Regions from separate parts of the Gasterosteus aculeatus genome. Here region 1 is linked to region 2. A link is a contact called in public Hi-C data. All regions are on one chromosome and are shown on one strand. The core of a region is the stretch at or near the end of the contact, and the rest is flanking DNA. Distances in the headings are between cores, read along the strand shown.

Evidence for each region. A called contact is a pair of places that touch in the nucleus more often than the background predicts.
Region 1: a Hi-C map of whole body shows a contact between it and region 2, with 7 times the contacts expected there. The contact joins the enhancer-like site here to the promoter of cdpf1 in region 2. A contact is called at or near these places in 6 of 6 Hi-C or Micro-C datasets (blood and trunk muscle, liver, skeletal muscle and 2 more).

What each region holds. Positions count from the first base shown.
Region 1 is chr4:27,756,791-27,763,612 of fGasAcu3.hap1.1, reverse strand. No RefSeq gene overlaps it. Among protein-coding and RNA genes, the nearest start is that of LOC144406265, 22 kb to the right of the region's middle. Within about 2 kb of position 2,257, at least 1 of the 9 cell types and tissues checked has open chromatin away from gene starts, as enhancers often do.
Region 2 is chr4:27,722,497-27,728,895 of fGasAcu3.hap1.1, reverse strand. cdpf1 (cysteine rich DPF motif domain containing 1) reads right to left here and starts at 2,038. Exons shown (of 3, transcript XM_040174855.2): 1 at 1,833-2,038; 2 at 1,541-1,652; 3 at 332-1,183. The coding sequence starts at 1,945. The coding sequence ends at 1,055. LOC120817459 (peroxisome proliferator-activated receptor alpha) reads right to left here. Exons shown (of 8, transcript XM_040173709.2): 4 at 5,733-5,871; 5 at 4,803-5,002; 6 at 4,448-4,705; 7 at 4,057-4,300; 8 at 2,442-3,947. The coding sequence ends at 3,703.

The sequences.
Region 1 (6,822 bases), core at 1,008-3,507, 34 kb before region 2:
CCATGGCCTGGGAGGAGTTTACTTTAGTCTGAAAAAAAATCTTTTAACGTAAAAGAAAAACAGGCAGAAGGAAAGAAAATAAATGAAATCAAAGAAACAGCCACAACAGTCATTACCGTTATTTAGAGTGACACTACTTGTGTCGTGTCCCCAGGGTGCACATCGAGGACAGCGGCGGCCATGCTCAGATGTGCAGGGGGCCTTGGCAGCGCTTAAACTCTGTAGCTTTGCATCTCGTCTCACGAGAGATGAGAGGATGCAGAGCCCGGACAGAGGTCAAAGGCCGGCGTCTTTCGCTCCCTCTCAGCTGCGATCGAGTTACAAGCGTCTGAACTCACTGACACATCGGCGTGTGATGAAAGGCCCCGCTGACTCATTCGAAATCCCATGGAGAGGTTATTTATTTGTCGGGGCTTTTAAAATTAGAACAAAGGGAACAAGAAGGAGGAAGAGCTAGGCACATATTTTCTCGTGAGTCATGTAAGGAGTTGTGGAAACGGCATGTGAGTCCCTGTGCCTTTTCTTGTGGTGGATAGCAGAAGCGTTGCCGTGAAACAGTATTTCCATTAGGCACCGCGTGAGTATTTTCTGCATTGACCTTTTAAACAATCAAAGAAAACCAAATACACACATGCAATACAAGAGGAGATGACTGAGCCGCCCTGATATTTGGCCAAGAACTGTCACTTTCATCTGCCTTCACCCGTCCCCAGATAAAGCTTTCATTTCTGCAAATCCACCTATTGTTTGTGACGGTTGCTGTCATGTACATCACACCTGACCCCAACGCCCTTTGACCTTGCCGGTCTCTTCAAAGAGACACGCTGGTGACAGATGGATGTTTTTTTGGTTTGTTGTACAGACTTTGGTATGTTCCTACTGCTGCCTGATAACCCCATGGGGCCAAACAAAAAACCACTGACACATTCCTTCTGCAAAGAATGTTCAGTTTTCAGACTTTAGGGGTTCTGGTGACATCATAGCGCATCATAAGCTGGTGGTGGACTGAAAGTTTCCTCCTTAGAGGGGCTGTGAAGTCTAAAAGAAAGCAGGAAGTTCCTGTGCAAAGGTCATTGGAATGATGCGTCTCACCATAACAAACTGAGTAAACTCACTGATGTATGAAACGCTTATCTGAAACCAGTTTACCTTAGCTTTGAAGTAAAAGATAATGTTGTAAATTGACCATCCAGCAACAGCGATTATCCAATCATAGCTTAGCAAACATTAAAGTACTTCAACTGCTAAGGCAAATAGTACAGTTAAAGAGTTCAGGTCAACATTTAAAGGCTTTGAAGGGCGGTGCCTTTTTCAACCTCTTTTCAAAAGCTAAAGTAGTATGTAAAGAAGAAGAAGTAAACCATTACATACTATTTTTTACATACGTACACTAAATAATGGTTTAAACTGTCTGTTTTTAAGGTGCAGTCGTTTGCATCTTCAGCCAATGCTTATCTACAGTGCCTGTGCACATTATCAAATATGTTAGTTTGAAGGGTTGAAGGTCACCTTAAAAAAAGAGCGGCAAAAAACATAGACCGTGTAGTATTTATTTGAAAGCTACTATACCAGAATGTGAGCGAATGCAAGCAGCTTGTTTGCTTATGTAGGTCATATAGAGACATCAGTATCACAATGAGACTGTTTCATAAGCTAAGCAGTAAAACGTGTCAAAAAGGTGGAATCTTTTCCTTTATCAAACATAATAATATTAAAACTAGGACCAATTAATCAGCCTCTGTACAATATAATCTATTGTCTGGGGCCTGTTTTGAGCCATCGCAGGAAACTAACGTAAGTTCATGTAATAAACTAGAGCCGATAAAATCTGCCAGAGGCAGGTTTATTTAAGGCAGCATGGGAAGCTATTGTAACCCCCTGTCCAAAATCCAGGTCAGTGATCATGACATATGAACAAAGTAAAACTAATTAACAAACAGTCAACAGCAATAAATTACGATGAAATCAGTTTGGCTTATGCTTAATTAGAAGTTCAGCTGATTTTATTAGCAAATTAATAGTATGACAGACCCGCCAATCATACACATACTACACCCATCAAACCGAGAGACAGTTAAAAAAAAAAGTGTAAAGAGAAGAAAACGCTGTGGTGTTTTTGTTTTGTCTCATTCTCCGAAACCAGGGACCAAGGATCTTAGTCAAGATGTGATACATTTTCATGACACACACGGGGGTTTTTAAAGGAGGTGAATCAGCTCCATCGTGGCAGGTTGAGACCCGTCACAGAAAGTGCTAATTGCAAGTCAGAGGGGAAAGAAGAGGGAGATTTAGGGTGTGGTGGGAAGAGGCTGGCTGAGACACGGGGTTTTCTGAAATATCTTTGAAGCACATATCTTTCTCTGTTTTATCTTGCCTGGCTCATCAATTTGGGGTTTCTTTCTCTTTCTCTTCTGCTTGTTCACCCAGGATTCTTTTCAGTGTTCTTAAAAAATTAGAACATGTTCTATTGCTAGGCGAAGGGACCATGTTGGGATGGAATTGCACCGGCAAATCTGCTTTTTCGGCTCCAAATCGGGACGGGGGGGGCGAAGTTTCCTGATTGTTGTGACGCCAACGCGTTGCCAAATCGGTCCAGACAAAGACATATAAACACCTGGTAAAGTACTCAAAACCACGTCTGGGGTAGTTCCACATCATTAGCCATGATGACACACAGAGAGAGAGAGAGAGAGAGAGAATTAATGGGTCAACTTAAGAAACTAATACGTTTTGTGTCCTCACATTGAGGGAAAAAAAATCGTTCTTTTCGGGGTTCAACATCATTTCAGATGTTCTAATAAGCAGCAGCAATGTATTGCTTTTGGTTACATAACTGGTTGAAAAAAACGTCGTCGTTTACCAAATCAGATCAAGAAATAGAAGAAATGGACTGTTTAAAACTCAGATGTGTAATGTTTTGTCATGTTGAAATGTTTCTCTGTGCATTTCCTGATGTTGGAGATGATGTTTGCTTGGTCTGTTGGGCCACTTTATGCCAGCTCCACCTTGCCTTCAGTAATAAATAAGTAAAGTCATGACCACTATACGCGTTGGTAAATGCTAATCTTCACTGCAGGTTGTAACTCATGATATGCTGCTATGTTCGCATGCCACTGCTCAGTACAGCGGTTATTATCGTTTCCACCCGTCTGTCATACCAACAACCAGTCATTCAGCAAGGAAATTACACAGTTAATTAGAGACATAATCAGTCAGCAGTGAGGAAGCGTCTCCGTCTGCCAGACAACTTAATGTTCATAATATCCACGTTGATTAAGCTAACATTTTCACTTGTCACTTGTCTCTCCTCGTATTAAATCGCTTTTCAGCTCTTTTGAATAGATGCAGTTGCAATTTGGGAACAGATAGATACCGACAAGCAAAAAATAGAGGTTTGCAGTCTCCCATTGACAGCAGCTTGCCGGACCTCTTTTATAACTGACTAAATGACAGTGAATTAGACAGGTTTTCTGTGTGGTGTTTCCTGCATCTGTCATCTGTTGAAGCTTTGTGCCATTTCATTACTCAGCCAGCCCACGATGGAAGCGTTTCCTACCTAAATTTGATATATCTGTTTAAGAATGGCGTACGTGAGTGCTGGAACTAACAGGGATGTGTAATGTCACAGACAAAAGACTTTTAAGGAACACAATCTTCTGCACTGTGGAAGTATTCATCATGTGGTCACAACGTGCGCGCATAGCAGATGCACAGTGTGTTACAGTGAAGCCCTTCACACCGACTTGTCCAGCAGCCAGCCAGGCACTCCATCCCCGGTCCTCTCTCCTCGGGGACTGCGGCTGGCAGGACGCCCTGTGTTTTTGTCTCAGACACGCTATGCCTGTCTGCAACTCACTGTTCCTCCGGGCCGCAGTTTCTCTCGGACTCGACCAATCACGGCGCGGCTCAGGTCGCCACGGAGGCCAGACAGGGCGGTGTCGTCCCCGAGAACACGTAGACGGAGAGCGGGAGAGGAGCTCACGTGAGACCTGTTTATTTGTCAGAGGAGAGAGGGAGAGGGAGAGAGAGGGAGAGGGAGAGGGAGGGAGGGAGAGGGAATCTTTCAGTTGGCGGGAAAGCAGGAAGAGGGAGGAGGGACGGAGGGAGGGGAGCAGAGAAAAGGGAGGCGAGACACAGCACTGGACTCTGCTTTTATGTTAAAGACATTTCCACTCATCAGCTGTTAGTCATTGCTTTGGCTCACGGGCTGCACGCATTACTCTACGTGACCAATTACTGTAACCATCCAGGGACTTTAGGAGGTTATCCTGGTGGGCCTTTCCGACTTTTAAGGAAATCTGTTGATTGAATTGAGTTCAGTTCAGTTTTCCAAGGTAAAGCGGTTGGTGCAGCTTTTGGAAGAGGGGAGGGAGGAAGACAGATCAAGGAAATCTAGAAGAAAAAACATTTGGTTGCTCCTGGTCAAAGTTTCCTCTTTGTTTGGAAGATTTATGTCAACATTTGGAAACAAATGAAAGAAAGCCAGACACACTGTTCAATGAAACACACAACACTACTTTGTTTATCTGGACTATTTTTCTGTCGGAGTGTAAAAATCAGTGTATGTTACTGGTGAAGGAAAAAATCAATACAACACACAAGAAAATCATTTACATTTTGTGAAATCGCTTGAAATAAAATCCCTAACAGGCCTCGAAATTCAATAAAACACGGACAAACCAGGCTAAAAGCACTTCTACCTGATAGCTGTGAGTGGACGCTATACGCATGGAAAGTTTCTACAGTCTACTACTCTAAAGGAGGCTTTTGTGAAGCCCTCACTGCCCAGAAACGGTAGTTCTCAAAGTCCCAATCTTTTCTCATGTCCGGCTGTGGTTGGCCGGTTTGTTTTATTCAACCACTTTCTTTGTTCGGCAGATCCCATTGGATCTGACTAAACCCATGCAAAAATGACCAACGGCTTACTTAGCCACTCAGAAGCCAAACGGGTAGTGTATATGACGCTCGAGAATCATCTCTGCCGTTGAAATTCGACCCCTTAACCCCCCTGGCGTCATTTAAAAGTGACCAGAAGCTGTGTGAGTCATGCGAGATGAATCCTGCACGCGTTGCCGTGCATTCATTTAATAATTGTGTTGAAAGCGGCAAAGGTAGGAGATATTCATGAATCATTCGCTCTGATGGCTGTTTTTTATACTCTCAATTTGGGTGATACGACATATTGATAAATGGGGATGAAACACCCTCAATTTGAGTGACAGCGAGATCCTCCTTGTGGCAGTGGCAAGTGGGTGGCAACTTTGTGGCAGGCAGCGGCAATCGCCAGTAAATCAGTCGGCGTCACGACGGCACGCTGGGTGGGAGGAGCCAATTTTTCCCAGAAACAACTGTTATTTGTACGACAGGTCAGCTGCTGTAAATATTTAATTTTATTTAATTTTATTTAATTTTATTTGAGACACGTGAGCCCCCGTCTTCTTATTACAGAGGCTAATTTTAGGTTTGGACCGGCGGGTTCCGTGTAGGGGGTGGGGCTCTCAAGTTTGATGCCACCCACTTGCCACTGCCACAAGGAGGATCTCGGCCTTACTGCTCAATTTTCTGCTGTATGGATGACAGTCACAACTGTGATTGACCTTTACTTTCCTTCAAAGTCCAAAAGAGAACCGTCCAAGTAAAGATTTTCATTAGAAAATGAAGCTTGCCAAGCTCCACATTGCTGTTATAAATCAGCCTAAGCATACATGTTCTGTGTGCATAATATCCCAACTGTCTTTGCAGCGGCTGCTCTGCCCATGTTTTCTTTGCTTAGAGTTGGTCGGCCGCCAACTAAAGCACTGGCCACTTTTTACTGGCTCCCTTCAAAGAAGTGGAATGAAATGGGAGAAAATGTTACGTGGAGAACAGAGGACCCAGATGCAGAGGTGCGGAAAAACGTCTTTTATTCTTCCCAAACTTGAACTAAGGGGGCTGCCGTCAGCAGACGCAGTCCGGGACAAGACTCACAGTTGATCTCGGAAAAGACAACGCTGGATTGGTAACACAAGGACAAGGCAACAGCTCAGCGTTCAACAACAGTCTGACAGGGAAGTAGAGAAACAGTGGTTAGAAATAGTCAAACAAATTAAGCAGTGAGCAGAAACAGGTGAGTTGAGAATCAGTGTGAGAGTTGATTGCTATGGAAAGCGGCTGTGGGCGTTAAGGGCGAGTGAAAGCATGAATGGGAATGAGGAGGTGTGTAATGAGTATCAGCTGGGTGTGCGGGTGTGTGTGTGTAGAAAAACAAAACAAGGAGGAATCCGGATCATGACAGAAAATCACCGAAACATTGCGAACAAAACCAATTGACCAGCTGAGGTTAATTGTCGGCAGGTCCGATGTTTTTCCCATTTTAGATATTTCTGTATAGATTACTAACAAATTTCCATTGAATCAAGTAGCAGTCACTGCTGGTTGGTTCACTGAGAGAAGCCTGGCCCCTTTAATGAGCATGTAGACTCCTAATTCACTTACTGACTCATTAATGCCGTATTCTTCCATCGCTATATTTTCCTGTTACAAACTGTAATGTAACTGTAGTGCAATATGCAGTAGATTACCTTTTAATCGATACCATTATCAATCAAAAATGTTCTATAAGTCTATGGGATCTGTAATGTTTTCTAAAAAGGGGGAAAGACCGCAAGACAAAAAGCTTCACCATCACCATGACAGATAAACTGCATCAACAGCATTCTTTTGCGTGACTAATGAGAGGCCGTGACGATCACATGTTGCCCTTTATTAACAGTCACTGCCTACAATCCATCTTTCATTGTTGGGTGTGGAAGACATGAACTCTAGTCTACTTATCGATTCATG
Region 2 (6,399 bases), core at 789-3,288:
AACAGCTCGTGATGAAACCAGCGAGGCCATCTGTTATATCAATGTTATCGCCGGGATCACACTCAATCTATAATGTGTTTATGCTGCTGCAAACTGTGCACGGTGTTGCACGGAGGCATCCCCCCGAGGTCTGAACCGATTCTGGGCGGAATAACCAAACAGCGAGAAAAAGGGGGCACCAGAACATTTGGTTTGGTCAAATGACGAAATGGAAGTAACTGTTTAACACAGCGAATGATGCGTCCGTGGCAGATTCTGTCACTAAAAATGAACACTAGTTACACATTAATTTGGATCCAATATTGAACACACAAAAAAACAGAAGAAAAGGTCACTGTGTGTATTTTTTATAGCTTCAGAATGAACAGAAATGACAATGTTTCGACTTCACAGAAGTTAGCAGTGCAACGTTTGCCCATAAATGCACCCATAAAAAGGATGTCCTTAGTTAGAGATAATTACTTCCGTAAATGGGAATGTTTCCATGTGTTGCTAAAGTGTAATAATATAGGTGGTATTTTTCCTTTTCTAATATAAAATAGGTGTTTAAAATATTCCAAAACAGGCATTATTAATGAGGAACAAAAGTAACATTGTAGGGGAATTATATGTTTTTCACTCTGCAAAGGGCAGTGAGGCAGTCTCTTATTTTTTTAAATCAGTTACCCAGCAACTTGGAAAATAGTGAACGGTCAAATTCATCATCCTTCACATGAGATATTAGCATTATTTTGAACCGTTTTAGGGAGTTGTTTAATAAGAAAGCGAGAGCTAGTGTAGGACCTTTTTACCTACATGAAATCAGTGAGACCTTTTGTTGAGTCTGAAAATACAGATGTAGAAGAAAATGACAACCTTTTTAGCACAAAGGGATGATCTAGTATTATTCTGATGTGTGGTGTTAATTTTCCAACCAAAATGAAAGCCATGCCAATAAATTACAGGATGTTTTCATGTGCCGTTTTTGGAGTTTAGTTCCGTATGGCTTTGACGAAGAGAGCTGGTACTGGAGGCTGACTCATTCCTCCTCTTTTTGAGAGTATGTCATAGACCTCTACTTGTCAGATGACTTGGAGCTCTGCTTCTTCTTAGCCAGCTCAGCCTGGATCTGACGTGGGAACTGCTCCAAGTGCTTGTTCACGCAGTGCATGCAGAACCTCTTGGTGTAGAAAAGACTGCAGTCCTGAGAGAAGATAAATCACAGTCCGGCAACAATGGCTGTTTAGTCACGTTCAGTCCAAGATGGGAAGACGAATCTGGATCAATGGGTTCCAAGAGCATCGGTCGTGAAGTTCACCCAGCACATATAAATGCCACATGACCGCTAAGTCATCTGAGGAAAACGGCCAAGCCACAGATGCATATTTTACAGCCAGTGACCCACAAGTGGGGGAAACAGTCACAGGAGCTGAGCTCAGCTTAGCTTTCAAAGCGGAAATCCATGAGCACGTCTAACCGATAAAGGTATCACTTTAGAATTACACGATCACATGTTTTAATCCTTGCAGAGCGAAGCAATTAAACCTTTAAGACGACTTACCGAACCAACACAAACACGTGTGTTGCACAGGCTGCAGGCGGAACCCAAAACAAGAAACTTTTCCCTGTCCGGACTGAAGGGGTCCTGGGTCACAAAACACTCCTCAAGCAGCCTGTTGGAGGACACATGCAGATGTGAACGCACGTGTGACCATTCGTGCAAACGTAACGACGTCAGACGGGGTCATTTCGCGGAGTGTTTGACGTTTATAGGACCTAGCGTTAGCAGCTAGCTAGCAAAGTTAGCATAGCTAGCTCATTAGCACTAACGGGAGCTCTTGATGTCCACTTACACAATGGCTCTCGTGTTTGGTGGTTTCTGGCCGTGGTAAGTGAAGGGGCTGCTTAACTCGCACACCTGGCATGTAAATATTTTTGGACGAGGGTCGCTTGTAGTTTGCTCCATCTTTTCGAAGCCGAGGAGCAGAATAAGTCACTTCCTGGTTTTTCCGCATCGAGGCGTGTTGTTTCGTAGCGGTTTAGCGCCCTCTAGTGGAGCGGGGATGCAACATGCGCACACACAGAAGTATTAGATATAAAGACAAACAATACAATATAAAATTACAATATAAATGACTTTTTATTAAAATGCCTCAAACGAATGTGGATTGATATTATAGAAAATATGAAAGCGCAGTGAACCCGCAGAAATGACATGGATTATTTCCAGTAAGGATACATTTTTACAGCACAACTTAAGTGAAAGGAAAAGCACAGGTGTAATGAATCACATGTGTCTCACTAGGACATTTAAAAAGTACCACGCTGTCATTAACATTATTAGTTCCACCTGTGTTTTTCCCGCCACGCCGTCGCTTAGTTTGTGGAGGGAAAAATATGTTTGCGGATGCATTTAAACACATATTAGCCACGTAAATAAGCCACGGTATTACAAATAAAAGTGAAATATATTCAGTTTATTTGAAACTACCACATGGCATAATTCATGTTATTGAAACAGCAATTTTATTTTTATTATACACTTCATGATACAAAATATAAACAGTGTTTTAATACGACATCGGAGGTGAAGTCCAGCACAGCAAAGGAGGCAACCAGCTCCTCCTATTCAACGGCGGTTTCACAGTCAGCGAAAACCTTCAGTGTGGTAACCACATTCCACATTATGTTTACAAAATAAAACATAATCCAGCTTAACATATTATTGTGCTTGTAGTCAAAACATTCACTGGGCAATAATGAGTCTTAATGGCAGGACTTGTGCAAAAAAAAACCCTTAGGTAACAAGAGTTGTCATGTTATGATGGTTTTTAGCAGAAGGTCAAGGATTCAAATACATTTTATTACACATGAAATTACAATATGTTCAAACAATGGCTGCATGAATTAACTGCATTGTTGTTCATGATTGATGTGCGAACATTCTCTGACCCAACACTAAACAGACAACTGCCTTGTTCTGTGCTAAATGTAGTATAGAAAATATGAATTCTCTTAGTTTGAAACATTATGGCACACGTTGAATAATGACGACGGTGTTTCTTCACCCAATCCTCTCAAACTGGTGGCAGGTAGATTGTTGCTGATTTCAATAAGGTACTAGTACACAATGAAAGGACATTGCAAAGCTGACTCTAATCTTATGAGTTGAACTAACATGCGCTAGATTTCCAAAATAAATGAAATACTTTAATGTTGATTTGCCTACTGCACAACCAACACCTAATTTACCTCAAGGATTAAAATATTATCATTTCTCCAACAGCGCTGCTTCTTTTACAGTTCAAGATTAATATTTATTATCAGTGCATACATGACTGCAGTGGCCATGTCCAGATGTCTTTATTGGGTGTACACCATTTGTAAATGTTGCCATGTCCGCCTCTCATTTAGCTTTTGATCAGTCTGCAGAGTAAAAGCGGGCGTCCGGGACCCAATCCATAGCAATTGGCTGCTCTGAGGTCGATCCATTACAAAACATTTCTACACATCTATGGTGTAAGATCAAAAAAGTTTGTTTTCCACTGTCTCCCCTTTCAGTGAAACACCGACCAGAGCTGCTTCTCCCCTGCAGATCACAGCAGTGTGCAGCCTACGTTGATGTGCACGCTAGTATCAGTAAATATTTACAGACACACAGTTTCCACTGGCCTACATAAATAATCCAACGCATGTCTCCGTTCGTGACCACGTGAGATCCACTCAGTACATGTCCCTATATATCTCCTGCAGGAGCGGGTGCAGCGACGTGTCCTCTGTTGTCTTGATTTCCTGCACCAACTGAGCATGCTCGGTGACCAGCTGCCGGAGGTCAGCCAGCTTCTGCAGCAGTCTGGGGAAGAGGAAGCTGTCGTCCGGGTGATTGGCCAGCAGGTGGAGCCGGAGTGCCTGAACGATGCTTTCCTGCAGCCTCTCCACCTGAGGCACATCCACCAAGCCTGGCCGATCTGGAGGGACGGGATCAGGGACACGTGGAGGAGGATTCAGATTGCATTCTGTGCAAATTTGCACCCTTTTGAGCACTTTTTTAATTGTTTTTTTAAAAACAATAATTACCTCCGCAGCAGATGATGGCAGCGACAAAAAGGGCCAGGTCGCTGTCGTCCAGCTCCAGGGAGTTGAAGCGTGTGGCAAACTGGAATTTTGGCTCCATCATGTCGCTAAATGGCCGCCGGCGGCTCTTGAGGAACTCTCGGGTGATGAAGCCCCCACCGCGGGCCACCAGGAGGCCGTCTTTGTTCATGCAGGAGGCCAGGAGGGTGAAGAGGGCTTCATAAACCCCATACTTTAACAAGGTCACCTAAAAAATAAAAAATAAATAGTAAGAGGGCCACAGCAGGACTCGGAGGCGCCGGGACCTTTTCTTGCCACATAATCAAACATCCAACATGAACACAAACGACTGTGGTTCAAGTGAAGCCTGCGATACACCACCACCAAAGCCCACCTGGTCATTAAGATCCAGGTTCGGGAAACCCGGCACCGCCTTGGCAAACTCCGTCAGCTCCGTGACCGTCTCCACCGAGGTGCTCTGGCAGCAGTGGAAGAGCCTGGCTTCAGCCTCCCGTTGCTGGAGTTCCCCGCACACAAGCACCTGCCCGGCACGAAGCCTGCTCCCGAGCTCCGGACCGTCGCCGTTTCCCACCTGCGCCGCCAACGTCCTCTCTGCCAGCTGGAACGTCTCCATGTCGTGAATGATGAAAGGCTGCGGGGGGGAAAAGACGAGGCCGATCCAATGTCAGGAGGCGGGGTTGGTCACTCTTCATCCCACAGATACATAAGCATATTATTTCATTATTCACCGGCTTGCTCGTCTTCCCGGTGAGTATGAGCCGAGCTTTCGCCTTGTTCATGTTGAAGTTGGTCACGTAGGCTTCGTGGATCTGCCCGACCAGAGTCTTGTGGTCGGTCAGCGTGGGGCTCGCCACCTCTTTCTCCACCATCTTGGATTCCGCCTTCAGCTTCAGCTTCTCCGCCTGAGGCATCCGACCGAAGCGGATGGCTGGTGCACAGACACGCACATCAATTAGCAACAGCGAGAAAGCTTTTCTTCAGAAATGAGTTGCCGTTATTCTACAGAAAACATGCACAGAGACATCAGACACGACACACAAAAAGTGCCCCCCCCACCCTTCCCCCATCAGATCTGGTGCGTTATGTTCCCGTCTCTCTCTTGAGAGAGGGGACAACATGTCGGCCCCCTCTCGGGTTTCTCAAAGCTCAAATCTGCAGTGGGAGGCCAACGAACCCAGCGACCGCTCGGCAGTCAGCGCAGTTGACGGGCCAGATGTGGAGCTATGAGCCTGTGCTTTGTCAGCGGCGAGCAGGCCGACGTGAAGCACGTTGACTGCGAGCCAAACCGCGTTAGGACACATGCCGTTGTCTAGAATGCGTACGTACCGCGTGTCAACTCGGGGGTCCGGTTAGCAGAGTTTTGTGTAACTGTATTTATGACACATGAGTTCTGTCCTTGCTGTATATCATTAATTGAGTTAATGTAGACTGTAAAGCAGGAGATTTGAACGTTCTTTTAGAGGTGGAATTTGTTAATTTGCAGTGGTTTGGCAGTCAGAACTTGGAGTGGGACGATCCTCAGCAAGATAATGTTCTATTCATTGACTTCATGACTCTTCTCTGCTGCTACTGCATTTAGCATTATCCTTTGCTGTACTTGTCACTTGAGGGCTGTTGTTTAGCAAACACAGAGGACGTAAACCACGTGGAATGTTTACCATTGTGCGACATGCCCACAGAGAGGCACTTGTGGAATCGGCAGTACTGGCACTTGTTGCGGTTCTTCTTTTGGATTTTGCATTTGTGTTCGCACTTATCATACTCCAGCTTCAGCCTGATGGTCCGTCTGAAGAAACCCTGGTGGAGACAGAAAGGCACACGCGGTCATATGAAGATCAAGCAAACTGCTTTGAGTTGAAGAAGTCCACATACATGCTGTTGCGGTACTCCAGCCCAGGTCAGACCTCATGGAGGGTCTCGATCTCAATCCCTACCTCTTGCCTTGCAGGTCAGAAATGACATTTAAATATCAAAGATGCTACATTTCTGCGGTTCTGATTTCCATGAGATGATTGGACTCATTTCTTTGCTTGTGAGTTTTTATTATTCTCATTTAACTATTAGTATTTAGAAGACGTGGTCATTTTATGAAGCGGCGAGGACCGCAGCCGTTTACACACCACATGTCGTACATGTACATATGCATCACCTATGACTGGCGTTATTACACTACAGTCTAGTTTGGACTGTATAGTGTAATTACATTTATTTTTAAAGAGCAATGGAGCAGACATCTTGCAGCCCTCTGACTCACACTGGGATACGCGGCAGCGGGCCAACGCATGCTAACACACGTCAAGCTGACAAATCTGCCCAAACCAATGA